Linked DNA regions of Bombyx mori: region 2 is linked to region 1. A link is a contact called in public Hi-C data. All regions are on one chromosome and are shown on one strand. Each heading gives the region's core, a stretch centred on a gene start, on an enhancer-like site or on the middle of the called end of the contact. The rest is flanking DNA. Distances are from core to core; before and after follow the strand shown. Region 1 has its middle 48 kb from the start of LOC110385540. Region 2 has its middle 25 kb from the start of LOC101744085.

The links. Hi-C and Micro-C count contacts between places; a contact is called where the count stands out from the background.
Region 2: a Hi-C map of whole pupa shows a contact between it and region 1, with 4 times the contacts expected there. The contact joins two enhancer-like sites. A contact is called at or near these places in 3 of 7 Hi-C or Micro-C datasets (posterior silk gland and whole pupa).

What each region holds. Positions count from the first base shown.
Region 1 is chr13:7,777,156-7,784,542 of ASM3026992v2, forward strand. No RefSeq gene overlaps it. Among protein-coding and RNA genes, the nearest start is that of LOC110385540, 48 kb to the right of the region's middle. Within about 2 kb of position 3,121, at least 8 of the 8 cell types and tissues checked have open chromatin away from gene starts, as enhancers often do.
Region 2 is chr13:7,908,815-7,916,201 of ASM3026992v2, forward strand. No RefSeq gene overlaps it. Among protein-coding and RNA genes, the nearest start is that of LOC101744085, 25 kb to the left of the region's middle. Within about 2 kb of position 3,992, at least 8 of the 8 cell types and tissues checked have open chromatin away from gene starts, as enhancers often do.

The DNA.
Region 1 (7,387 bases), core at 1,871-4,370:
AATCGATTTTTTTAGAACAAAAGAAATATGTGATTCGCAGAATGAATTTAATTCTTGACATTGTTATTTATGGTCGAATTCCGGACATTAGACGAATATCAGTATACATATCACAACGTGAACCTCGCGAGAAGAGTTCGAAGTCTCAATTGGAATATGTAGTCTATAGCGGCTTACAATTTAAATCAGTATAGGTATATTGCTACTTCACGACCGAAATAGGTAGGTAGGGGTGGTGGTACGTTCCCGTGCGGGCTTATATTACGCCCTTATCACTAATTAATGTCGACCCTTTGCTGAAATAATACTTTAAGAACGGCGCTAACCATTTTCTGGTGGTGAATTCCTTAGTCGCCTTTTACTACATTCACGCTATTATGCTGGTCTAGGCAGATAAACAGTCACACGGCCTTTACAAGAAAAAAGTCAAAACAAAAATAGAGTTAGTTCTTCGGTTCTTAGATTTTGAATCGGCACGCTGCCAACATTTTCATCGCATATTTTTAAACTACAATACTCGGTTCGTGAAATATATGACGCCCGAGTTGATTGCCCGAGTTACGATTTTACTTTTCAAATAAACTTTGTAAGCAGTGTATAAGATAATTGCTTTATATAAAACGAGAATGAGCACATACATCACTAATAATACAGTCATATTTATTATGATATAAAAAGCGAGCTCCCTTTACATTGGTTGATTGTGTTATTTTTTATCTTTAACACACATCGCAGCGAAGTAAAATAATAAAATATCCAAACCAATATGAAAACATAAAGTGCGGATTATTTATTTATTTTCCTGGATAGAAGAACAAACTGCTCACCTCATGATCATAATGAGTAAATACAAATTTTCATGGTCGTAAATAATGTCGGATACGATCGTGTAATAAAAATCAAACCCGCAAAATTATAATTTGTGTAATTACTGGTGGTAGGACCTCTTGTGAGTCCGCGCGGGTAGGTACCACCGCCCTGCTTATTTCTGCCGTGAAGCAGTAATGCGTTTCGGTTTGAAGGGTGGAGCAGCCGCTGTAACTATACTTGAGACCTTGAACTTTATCTCAAGGTGGGTGGCGCATTTACGCTGTAGATGTCTATGGGCTCCAGTAACCACTTAACACCAGGTGGGCTGTGAGCTCGTCCACCCATCGAAGCAATAAAAAAAAAAATACTTCGCTGAGTCGCTATCTTTCACTTAGGAGTCTTTGTACAAAAGGGCTATACAAATAGCGCTCGGGAAACAAATCGACAAACAAGACAAAATTTTCGCGTCGCGAAAAAGGTCTGATATAATATGTACGTGGATCAGCATACCTGTCCCAGTATGAGCGTGATGTCCTCTGGTGGTCGATTATGCGATAGTAATGGAGACGAATTTCATCACAAACAATAAATTCGTCAGAGCAATCATATGATCACACTATATTGATTTTACGTATGTGATCTCACTGTACAAACACAATTTTATTCTGTTCCATTTTTATTATATAAAATTAATATTTAATATGCGACACTGATAATCCAAGATATAGTAGGTAACAACGTTTTGTTCTATAGGTAATGCAGAAGCTCTGTGTCTGAGTATTTGTAAAGGTGAATAGAAAAATAATAGAAAGATCTAAAGTGGAGGTGAAGAAGCCGCCAAAGGAAGTACTTACTTGAATGGAAAATATATTCAATATCATAGCAGTCTGGATACTAAAATTGGGACACAGTACATATTTTATTTGTGTTTTTATTTTTATTTTTCTACTTCCCTTGTAGGCAGACGAGCATACGGCCCACCTGATGGTGAGTGGTTAGCGTCGCCCATGGACTTGAGCAATGCCAGTCTACCGCTTAATAGTCTCCACAAGTCTCGTTTGAAGAAGGACATATCATAGCGCTCGGGAAACACCGTGGGGGGGGGGAGTTCATTCCATAGCCGGATGGTACGTGGCAAAAAAGGCAAAAAATACCTCTGGAAACCCACTGTGGATGACTGCAGTGGCTCCAGGTAGTATGGATGAACTCTACTCCGGTGGCGGGCGGTACGATGGTATAAACGAGATGAGTATAAACGAGATGATTGGATCATCTCAAATATTTTTTCAGAGCATTGCTCATGGAACATACGGTAAAAAACACCGAGAGAACCGAAGTGTCTCCGCAGAACCAGATCTTCCAAAGGATCCGTGAGAATGGGATTATCGACAATCCGAACGGCCCTTTTCTGTATAGAGTCAAATGGATGAATGGAGTGGTTAAATTGAATATTTACCAAACAATATTAGTATACAATATACAATATTAGATCAACAAGGAATGACATTACTATGAGACTCTTAGTTTAAACAATATTTATAACACAATTTCGACTAATTTCCATAAGAAATTCCATTCTGTTTTAGCTCAGAACACATCCTAGCACTAATAATATTCTAATCGAGAGGTGAAATGCTATTTGTTTTATGCTACAGTTTTGCAACATTACAAGTGAGCAATATTTAAAGCTTACAATTTGGAAAAAATATCGCAACAAAAATACTTCATCAGCTTATTACATAGAATGGGCTTCATTGAAGTTCAATTAAAAACATCGAATTGTTTATGTTATCAAATAAAACGGACCTGTAATTACATGTCACGTATTAAGTTAAATATCGTTTAAACTAAATATCTTTTCAACCCTCGATATTAGAATTTATAAATATTATGTTGTCAATGTTAGTTTCACAGAATTAGAAACAGGATGTGATTACCTTGTAAATAATAACCGAAAACAATACTTTACTAAGTTCCTGCAGGACAAAGAATTCAAATTGTATCGTCGTCTGCGATTTCGATCTAAACACGTAGTATATTTGTATATTGTTCTGTTTCTAAAGTTTTATTGATTTTAACAGAGCAATGGAGATGCAGAGAAATCCACAAGTTAATAGTGCACAGTTACATTTTGGACATATTTTTATTTAGTCTTCTGGTGGAAAAAACAAAATAATAAAAAAAGTAAATTCCAAACATTTACTGCAACAGAGTCTCCATCTGTTTTTTAGGTACTATACTAATAAGAAATCAACTCTACAAGTTTTCCTATTTTCTCCAAACCCAATTTTACATTATTCCAAATAGTGTTGACGGAATCCACTAGGTGGCAGTATGATCTTAGTATTGTCTTATTAAGAACATAGATGGCTGCATGATCTCTACTGAAATTTATGTTAGGGTTTCTAGTTTACCTTAAATTTGTTCTGATTATGGACATTATTATTTTAAAATATTTTATTTTAGTTCAATGAATAATGAAACAGCTCTCATCTTATTAAGCGGTTGACGTCGCTTATGGACACTGATAATACTAGGAGCACAGTCAGGTCACTAGCCAAGCGTAGATGGTCTAAAAGACTAAAAGTTATACAAAAGATTGATCCACGAACCACTTAAACATATTACAAGAAATTATATGATTAATTTTCCAGAAAAAATCGATTAAGTAAAGGTCCCGGGCTCGACTTGCCCTCTCTGGACAATAGACAAGAATTCGGCTACCTATAAATTATAACAGCGCAGCATTTACAATTTCATAGTTAACATCTATTAAGATAATTTATAGTCGTTTAATATTCTAGTAAAACGCAGAGATTTGATTATATTGATGTAAATATTTTTTGTAGTTTCGAGTCGTGGTGCATCGCGTGTCGCGTGCTTCCGACTTCTTTTTTTATTCACGTTCAGGGTTTTGTAGCCGTGTGTGTAGCTCACAAAAACTAAACTGACCAGCGACTACTGGAATATACGAGTAATTTTTGTCAATTTCATAAATTACACGGCGTGCAGAGTGATTGTTGGTGGCCGCGGGCATTATAGAGCCACTACTTATGGACGAAGACTGTTTTGATAAAATGAATTAGAAATAATAGGAATCTAATGTTCATTTAAATATTTTTAGTTTCATTAAAATTACTTTTATGGTTCAATCTTGCGTTTCGTTATTTTCTTTTTATGAACACGTTGGTAAATATTGAACGGGTTTTTACTACAATTTTTCGTTTGGTCTACATAGTCCTGAAAGTTTTACACAATTTACATATTTACAAATAAATAAAACCGCTGTTTAATACATGCATATGAATGTATATACGGTACATAGGTATACCAAAATAACATTTTTTACAATATTTGTTTGTTCCAGCTAATCTCTGAACGGCTGGATCGATTTTGACGGGACTTTCACTAGCAGATAGCTAATGTAATAAGGAGTAAATTAAGCTACTCTTATTTTAGAAAAATCTAAAATTATTATATAACAAAGTAATGTTTTCTTAAATTCCACACGGACGAACATGGATAGGTATAACAAGTTTTAAATAAATTGGATTGGTAAAACATAAGGTTATAAGATTTTTTATTTTTATTTTTGGTGAGTAACAGTAGATTGTGAAATGACGCTTTATTGTTACCGATGTTGTAAAACATACAAATCTCCTTTGTCAGTCGACGTTGACTCGATGAGCTTAATGTACCTACATTATAATATGTAGTTCTTATACTGAGCTGCGGCGTGGAAATTGCTCGATGGCGCCCCTCGATTCCACCGCGAAATTTGACTCGGCAAGACCGTTGGATCTCGCGCGTCGCCGACAACGGTGACGTCATTTCGATTAGCTATCAAGATCAGTGCAATATTACTTACTGTATCTGTCTTATTTATAATGAGCTTATAGAGCACTAGCCGTACTCGCCCGCTTCGCTGCGCATTTAAAATAAACATTATTATTTATTGTCATTATTATTAGGGAGTCCAACACTCATATAAATATGAACCTATCCATTAAATACATGTATTTTCTAAATGGATACCAAGTTTCAAGTCAATCGGATGCATGGTTCAGGAGTTATAACGGAACATCCGTAAAACCACTGTAGATTTAAAATATTAGTATAGACAATACCTACGATAATACACAAAAAAAAATTGATGACCTATAGATCGATTTCCGAAATCAACATAGGACATAGTTTTAGTGGTGGTAGGTCGTCTTGTGAGCCTTCACGGCTAGGTACCACCACCTTACCTACTTCTGCCGTGAAGCAGTAATGCGTTTCAGTTTGAAGGGTGGGGCAGCCGTTGTATTGTAATGCTGAGACTAAGAACTCGTGTTTCAAAGTGGGCGGCACCTTTTATGATGTCGATGTTTATGGGCTCCGGTAACCACTCAACACCATGTGGGCCGAATGCTCGTCCACTCATTTTGAAGTCGTCGTGACCTAAAGGATAAGACGTCCGGTGCATGTCCGGTGTTGAGCAATGCACCGGTGTTCGAATCTCAGGCGGGGATCAATTTTTTCTAATGAAATACGTACTCAACAATTGTTCACGATTGACTTCCATGGTGAAGGAATAACATCGTGCAACAAAAATCAAACCCGCGAAATTATAATTTGCGTAATTACTGGTGGTAGGACCTAATGTGAGTCCGCACTTGTAGGTACTACCACCCTGCCTATTTCTGCCGTGAAGCAGTAATGCGTTTCGATTTGAAGAGTGGGGCAGCCGTTGTAACTATACTTGAGACTTTAGAACTTATATCTCAAGGTGGGTGGCGCATTTACGTTGTAGATGTCTATGGGCTCCAGTAACCACTTAACTCCAGGTGGGCTGTGAGCTTCATTTATAAGGTAAATTATTAAGTTACTAACGAATGATACATTGAATTAGAAGATTACTACTATCGAAAATATGCTTGAACTGTTGTTGTGAGGGCACAATTTCAAAACTACTACAAAAATACATACTTCGACCTAATGTTTCACCCCATATCCGAACTAGGCGACGGGGCAAAGCTAGGCCGCCGTCGCCCAAAACATGTCCTGTCGAATACCCCGGATACACTCTCGGTTCTTTTGGGCTCTTCAAGCACCGGTCCCCTTATTCGTCGAATTCGTCGACTACGACAAAGAGATGGACGTGCCAGCTAGCCCATAGACACAGCCCATTGAGTTCGCGCCGGATCTTCTCAGTGGGTCACGATCTCGATCCGGCAGTAAATTCTGCTTTTGCCAGGGCTAGTGTTGGTAATTTTCTCCGTGAGCTCGCCCAAGCCTGTGAGCTCACCTACCGGTTCGCGCAAATTTGGAATATCCCCTTACGCTACCAACAATTAGGTAATGAACAAAATAATGTCTCACCTAACCTAAAACGACCTTCACTTTCTGATGTCTATAGACAGCGGCAAGGTTGGTGAGCTCTTTCACTAAAAATGACATAGTTGTGACTTCAATGAAATTCATCAAGCATCCGTGTTTATGTTGTCATATCAGTGGGTTCTAGTGAGCACTTAATACAGTGGGGGACCTGAGCTCTTCTGCCCATATTACTTTAGGATAATCTCCCCAGTCTAAAGCAGGGCAGTGTAATCTACTAGTAGGTCTATGGTTTACTATAATATAAGCTAGAAGAATTAATGCTTAGAGCGGTGATCGCAATTCTATTGGTGTTTTTTTAGGCGTTCAAAAATTTATGACGACACGGATCACGTAATTCTGTGATACTAAGCGAAGGATTGTGATTGTGTTGTAGATATCTTGAAACGGTAATGCTGGTGTATTCCGCTCAGTATCGGTGTTCGTCTTTCGAAGCGTTTACTGCGACCAGTAGCCGTGCCTTGCCCGACTCAAACGTTTTTTTATCCCTTCTCTGACAGATCGAATTAAAATAAACGCTTCGATAAGGCGTCCTATAATATTATCATCCCTGTATTCGGTTACGTGAACGAGTGACGTGCAGTGGGAACGTGGTAGGTCGAACCTGTCTATTTCATGTGTAGGTATATTTTTTGTTCTATCAAAAAAAAAAAAAACAGTTGTAACGTTTTTGTATAAGTCATTGTCTAAAGCTCTAAATAGTGCTTATAATGTTCTTGGTCGTGTGAAGTTTCTAATTAAATTTCTAGATATTTTTAACGTCTTTCGTTCGTATGCAATTTTCATATTTGAAATTCTCATTGTTAACAATTATTTGTTTAAATTTTGCATTGCAAAGTTAACTTATGTACCGGTTACGGTTCCGTGACGCTGTATAGTCAAATTTATTATGTAAACACGAGATAAACAAAATATCTTGAGTAGCAGAGATAGTGACAAATTCATTCGCGCGTAAATGCTACCGAATTCAACGGAAAAAGGTTTGTTTTTTCCCGGTAAACCGTTACTAATAGCCAGATGGTCAATTTTTTGTTTAGCACATCCATAACAATGATTATAGTTGACATACGTGATACATGCTTCAGTGAGAATGAGGTATTTCGTAGCTTCAAATATAACAGAGTTTTATGTAAACTGGTATGTATGACTTGTGAACTTGCTCGGGTGTATACAGCTGATATATAGGTACAATACAATA
Region 2 (7,387 bases), core at 2,742-5,241, 130 kb after region 1:
TAGAGTCAATAGCTAAAATGTATGTTTCTCTTGAAACGATGCTAAAGTGAGTATTTCATAGTAAAAATCAAAACGGTAGGCAATCTGAATTAGCCACAGTAATGATGGTCTAAAAAAAAGTCCCGCAGCGCTTTCGTTGTAATTTTGCACTTCTTAACATTGGTCGGTACTCGACAATAAGTCTAAACGCTTTTTTTTATTTGTCGCACAAGATGTTTAAAGGAGGGCACGGTCCAAGGTGTTATTGGGGATAATAGATACCTACTGCATTTTCAATCGACATTCATCGCTTACCGTCAAATACAGCTACTTTAACCTTCAGACCAGAGCACGCGAATACTTGCTTTGCTTTAGAAATATGTAGGATGGCGCTACCAATGCATCCGGAATGCACTCTACACCTCATTAAATATTATACGAAAATATTGATAACACAACAATCGATCGACATCGTGAGACGCATCAAGTCTGCCCCTTCCAACACTACATGACGATCACGACCACTCTGTCAAGAGTGACACGACTGAGAAGAAGAAGAACAATCGATTGGGTGAACATTAACCTCCTATACTTTATTTATTTATTCAACTTCATGCAAAAAGGTACAATGGCGGACTTAATGCCTGAGGCATTCTCTACCGGTCAACCAAGGGTGGTGTAGGGAGTCCTGTGGTAGGTGCATTACTTATTGCGAAAATAACCAAATTGATAATAATATTACACACATTTACAAACACATACACGGTATATGTATATATACATATATGTTCACTACCACATACTCGTATATTCACATACATATTATATAATCTACACAGTTAAACACAACATACAAATATAACAAATTTATCAGAGAAATAGAAGAATATAATATATTGCACAGAAGACACTACATTGCGAGTAAATTTTTTAAGTTTGCGTCAATAATCTTACTTATTACAGTATTTATTTTATTTTTTTGTTACTACATATATTGCATTGTTGGATGAACGAACCCACCTGGTGTAAAGTCGTCACAATCTATCATAGCGATGGTCTTTGAATCAGACCGTATGCGTGCTTCTGGACAGAAGTACGCTGGATAACCTATCTTTGCGGAATAAGAATAGTACTAACAAAAAGCACGTTAGATTTCTATAAGTCATTCGTGACGCTGAGAGATATTGTTTAGTGAGATCATCTTCCTTTTCTTACAAAAGTTCTTCAGTAGCTTTCAATCTTTTTTTTAAGGGATTTTATGACCTGGTAACTAAGACCTTTAAGTCATAATTAATCTATATTCTTATTTTTATGAAAAATGATAATATGGAGTGAAATGAAATGAAATGAAAATGATTAATTTGAGATCAACTGGGATGGAACTATATGAAATAAGAGAGCTTTCAATCTTAAGTAGTACTAGTATTGTCAGCCATATGAGTTTGTATTACTGTCAAAAAGGTGAATTAGGTAATATTTCAAAGCTTTGGTAATCATTAAAAAAAAACGTTAAAATCTGGAGAGCATTGTTTATTTACATAATCAAAACTAATAATTCACAGAGGAATATTGATTCCTTTTAACTGTCGCATCATTTAATCGTTACTCGAAGAAATCCCTATCGTTCGCGTCGAATCTTAAATAATGGGGTAATTTATCAGAGCAAAGCATTTTGCATATGAAACCGCTCATCTATACGAGGGCGCCCGATCACTGGTATTCACACGAGAGCTTATTATATCACCCGTGTCAATTTTTCACCTTTTAGCTTCTCTGATCGTTTGTATTACAAATCGCGATTCTGTGATATAACTTTATGTTCAAGATATTTATTACATCTCAAATTTTTCGAACTCATTTTACATAGACTCGTTCGCGTTGCTAGCTTTTTTTCTTACCTATTCTAGAAACCTCAAAGGGCTATTCTAGATACACCGAACTAGTAGGTGAGCTCGCGGGGCTCAAGCCTGACGTTGTTGCTAATACGAACCCTAGCAAGAGCCGTGCTTCGCAGAATCTACCACCGGATCAAGCGACCCATTTATTGCTTAGATGGGTGGACGAGCTCAAAACTCAAGCTCACTGGGCTATGTTGCTAATAAAACATGACTACCGCTATTGACCATGAGACAGTTTTTTAGGCAAACGAGCATACGGCCCAGTTTATATGAATAGTCACCGTTGCTCATGGATAAGCAATGCCCACGGTGAATTCAATGCTTACAGCTGAGTTGAGATTAAGCTGCTTACCGCTGCAAATCTCGATAGAATAAAGACATGTCATACCGCCCAGGAAACACTAAGGAGATAAGTTAATTCTAAAGCCAGATGGTACATGGCAGAAAAGATCTCTGTTACGCATGTGGATGAAGAAAAAGTGTTTCTATGTAATATGGATAACGTCTGCTCCAGTAGCGGGTTGTGTGATAGGAAGGACAAGATGATGGGATCAGCTCAAATAATTCCTCAGAGCATATAAACTCACTCTTAATGGCATTGGAATAAAAGCTGTTCTACCTATCAAACTCATGTTGACTGTTTTACGGCAGGGTGGTCGAAGCGATCTGTGCTAGTTTATAGTCAATATGTTGTTAATAACTTATACCTCCGTCGTGGAAGTCGTTGGTGAATGCGTTTTAGGCTTAATCGATTTTTTTACCAATTAAAATTAGCATGTGTCTAAAATGTTATGCCTATCAAACCACGGCTTTCTTTTTCCTACCTATGCTGATAGCCTTGAGAGGCTATTTCAGCTTCACCCTAACGTTTGTAGGTGAGCTCACGGGGCTCAAACCGGAGAGTTGCTAACACTGACCCTAGCAAGAGCAGTGCTTCGCAGAATCTACCACAGGATCGGAAACGCGACCCACTGAGAAGATCCGGCGAGAAACTCAGTGGGCTGTGTCTATGGGTCAGTTCGCTCGTCGAGCCCTTCGTCGTAAGCGACGGGTTCGACGAGGACGGTGACCAGTGCTTGTGGTGACTAAAAGCATCGTTAATGGATCAGGAGGATCCGTAATGACGTGCTTTGGGCGACGTCGAGGGTTTACCATTCGGTCTACAGGGTCGGGTATGTAGTTTCCAGTGGCCACGACAAGAGGGTTCTCATATCGTGCCGCCTTCTCAAAGTGGCGCAGCGATGCCGACTGTAGATACTTACTGACGGAGTCGAGCTCCAGGTCATCGTGGAGATCCACGTTTCTCAGGAACTATGGTGCTCCGACGGCTATCCTGCAGAATCGGAATTGAATAACCTGAAGGGGCTTCAAGTTGGTGCGGGCTACGTGAGCGAACACTACGCTTGCATTTGTCATGACGGGGCGTATACAAGTTTTGTAGAGATACCACGGCACTCACTCACGGACATGAGTGTTACAGCCACCTTGATCTATTAGGACACCTCTTATTTTAATTAATACATTTTTAGTAAAGAAAATTGTTGAAAAACTCACAGAGCGTCGTCTTAGATGATACGGACACGTAATGTGGAGAGACGATGAGTATGTCGTTCACTGGGCAATGGACCTGCCTGAAAAAAGTCGTGGAAGAAGACGCCTGCCGAGCACATGATGGACAAATACGAAAATACTTCAAGAGACCCAACTTGACAGTATGACGACTCTGGGTAGAACTGGGTAGAGCGGACGAATTAAGTGAGACGACCCCGCCTAAAATGGAAGAAGGAAGAATAAGCTTGTTAGTAAAGATAAATTAGATGAAATTAGACACCGATTTACGGCTAAATGTACTTCTTCCATATACATAATATAAATTTATAATTAGTTATAAATATATTTAAAGCTACGAACTAGGCGCAAAATCCAATTTATTTAAACAAATTAAAAGATATAGAGATTATTCAAAAAAATTCATATATATTTTTAATTACTTTAAGTTTTTCTTAAAAATCACAGAAATTTCATTAAAATTAAATATTCTTAGGTTCGCTACTGACATCTGTGTAAATATACAATGCTTAAAAAACCTTAATATTATTCAACGCATACCATTCTTCGAAATGATTTCATAAATATCCAATAGATGTCACTATACTAATTTTATTTCAGCGCCATCTATAAAGGAGGGCGTGCTTTATGTAGGTTAGACATAACGTTCTTTGCAACTATGTATCAACCAAGTTCTGGAAAATAGAAAGAGATGGCAGGTTAATAAGAAATAATAAAATTTGTAATTCGTTATTTCAAATCAGGCATCATAAAGATTTCAGGGCGTGAGTTATTGTAGGTTTGTAATGCAGGCTAAGGAACCCCGGTAACCGTACTCGTCGAACTCGACAAAGAGGTCGACGTGCAACCTAACCCATGCATCAGCCCGCTGAGTTTCTCGCCGGATCTTCTCAGTGGGTCGCGATTCCGATCCGGTAGTAGAGTTGTTAGGTCTCCTTCGGAGGCGCTCGGGCAGTTGTTAGCAAATCCCACCCCTCCTGGCTGAGCCTTTGCTCGCCCACCTGTCCTGGTGAAGCTGGAAAGGCCTCCGGGCCACCAGTAATCTTTCAATCACAAAAAAAAAAAAAAAAAGGTTTGTAATATATCTAATTCTATGACCGTGCTTATTAGCGATTATGGGTTTCCTTACAAGAAAATACTTTTACATTATCTTTATAGTGGCTATAAGGATGAAAATATTTTTTAGTGCTAATATCGGCTGTCAGTACCGCAACGCTAATTTTAAATCCAAAAAGTATGTGCGAATGGGCAGACCATTAATTTTTCATGCATTATTTGTGGTTTGTATAATAAAACTTTTTTTTCATAATTCCTAACAGGTAAATTAATTGCTTGTTAAAATTAAATCAACTATGTATTTACCAAATGATTTTTTTTCTGGTGAACATCCAATTTTAAATGTACATTTTTGATATTTCATTAAAATTTAAGATTTTTTTTAAATTATGGTTTATAAGAGTTTACACTGAATTGTTACGCGTAATTATCGGCCACGTTCTATTTCGTTTTAATAATCATTACTTGCCATTTCTTTTAAATCTTAAACTAAAGTGAATTTTTAATTGCCCTAAGCATGACAATGTGTACTTAGTAGAACAAAATTAATAATGATTATCTCCATGTGCTACTTATCGTGCATATTGTTCATCGTACAATTTTTAGAAACATTTTCAATATACCTATCATGCGTGTCGTATCATCATCAGTCCAGGGACGTATTCCGATGATCATAGGCCATTCGCCATAACGACCCGTACGATGCTACCCGCATCCGGCGGATTTCCGTAACCTTCAGCAGGTCGACGGTCCATTAGATCCGTGTGTCGTATGCATTAAAATAAAATGCCATCTTTCGAAATTATTTGATAATATTATAAACTAGGGGACCCGGCGAGCTTTGTTCCGCCACACGGTTTGTTTCAAACACATCAACCGGTCAACTTCAAAATTTAACCATAGAACGTTTAGCTGTCAGTTGCGTTTTGTTATTCCATATCAGTTGCGTTTTGTTATACCACGTTTTATGTCACGTCCCACGGGAATGTGATATAAAGTATCCTATGTCCTTCTCCTGGCTCTAAGCTACCTCCTCACCAATTTTCAGCAAATCAGTTCAGCCGTTCTTGAGTTATAAATGGTGTAACTAACACGACTTTCTTTTATATATATAGATTACAATAAGTTATCACATATACAACTATTTACCTACTATAGGTACAGAAATACATATACATATTAGGTGAATTAAACCTTTACCTTTCATCTCTTTTCAGCCTATGAGACATGAGGTCGAAGTCTCAATTTTATTGTATAACGGTTGATCCCATCCATAAACAATTTTTTTTTTTTATGATTGAGAGATTACTGGTGGCCCGAAGGCCTTTCGAGTTTCACCAGGACAGGTGGGCGAGAAAAGGCTCAGCCAGGAGGGGTGGGATTTGCTAACAGCTGCCCGAGCGCCTCCGAAGGAAACCTAACAACTCAAGAGCAACTGTTTCGCGAATGAATCTACTACCGGATCGGAATCACGACCCGCTGAGAAGATCCGGCGAGAAACTCAGAGGGCTGATGCATGGGCTAGGTTGCACGTCGACCTCTTTGTCGAGTTCGACGAGTACAGTTACTGGGGTCCCTAAGCCTGCTCCTAGTATTAGAGCTGAAGGCATCTAATGCAAACGTTATTGGATCTGATGGATCCGTAAGGACGTGTCTAGGGCGTCGACGGTGACTGGCTCCTGCATGATCAGGATTCGGGAAGTAGTCAGCGGCGGTAACGATAAGGCGATTATCATGACGCATAGCCTTATCGAAGTACCGTTCCGACGCTGACTTCATGTATTTCTGGATTGATTCAAGGCCCAGGTCGTCGTGTAGGTCAACGTTCCTCACGAACCACGGAGCCCCTACGGCTAACCTGCAAAAGCGGGATTGTAGGGATTGGAGGGTGTCTATGTGTGTGCGGGCCGCGTGAGCGAACACCACACTCGCGTAAGTTATGACGAGCCTTATGCAAGTTTTGTAAAGTGTCACCTTGTTCCGAAGAGACATTTTACTCCGCTTACAGATCATGGGATAGAGTATGCCGAGAATAAATGCGGCACGGTCGCGGACTGTTTTTATGTGTGGGCGGAATGTCATTGATGCATCCAGGGTGACTCCCAGGTACTTAACCTTCCTGACCCAGGGTATAGGTTGGCCGAAACCATAACGCATGACTACTTCGCAGCAGAAATCAACAGTATGGTGGTAACTCGACGTGCGGCCTCAAAATGCGGCATACAACTATGGACCACTACCTACGTGATAAGGCCATTTATTTTGATGTTTTTGTTGCAAATTTCTATTTATCCCATGAGGTATTTTTTTTAAATATAATTATCCTTATATTAGGCACCGTTAATTTAATAAATGTCGATAACTTGAGAAATCCCTTAAATTCCCGAAGAGAAATGATACATATGCAAATGGTTTTCATAAAGACTTTTGATCTGCAATAAAGTCCCGAGGGATCGGTTCCAATATCTGTGGAGCGATTTGCGTTGCCTTTAAATTCTCTTTAAAACATTGATCCCGAGAGTTCCGCTTGGTGCTGGTCGATTAAACGACGTCTTGAATACCTAATAGGAGAGATCTCGAGTGCTCTCTCCGATTCACTCTCCGGCGCATAAATTAGCGGTGTGAGCACACTACCACCGCAATTCCGCAAAAACTCCAATTGTAGGGGAAAGTTTGGTGATTAAGCCGTGAGGCGTGGCACGGCCAGGTCTGCTCCTGACAGTTAGTGCCTCCGCTTGTTATAATCCGTTAAACTTTCGACCCTCGTCAAGGTACAGTGAGAATTAATGGGAATGCCTCGTTTTTTCAGATTTACGATATGCTCTTTCTGGCACCCTCAAACTTTGAATATGCTCAGAAGATAATCTATGTAAGGCCTGGATTAC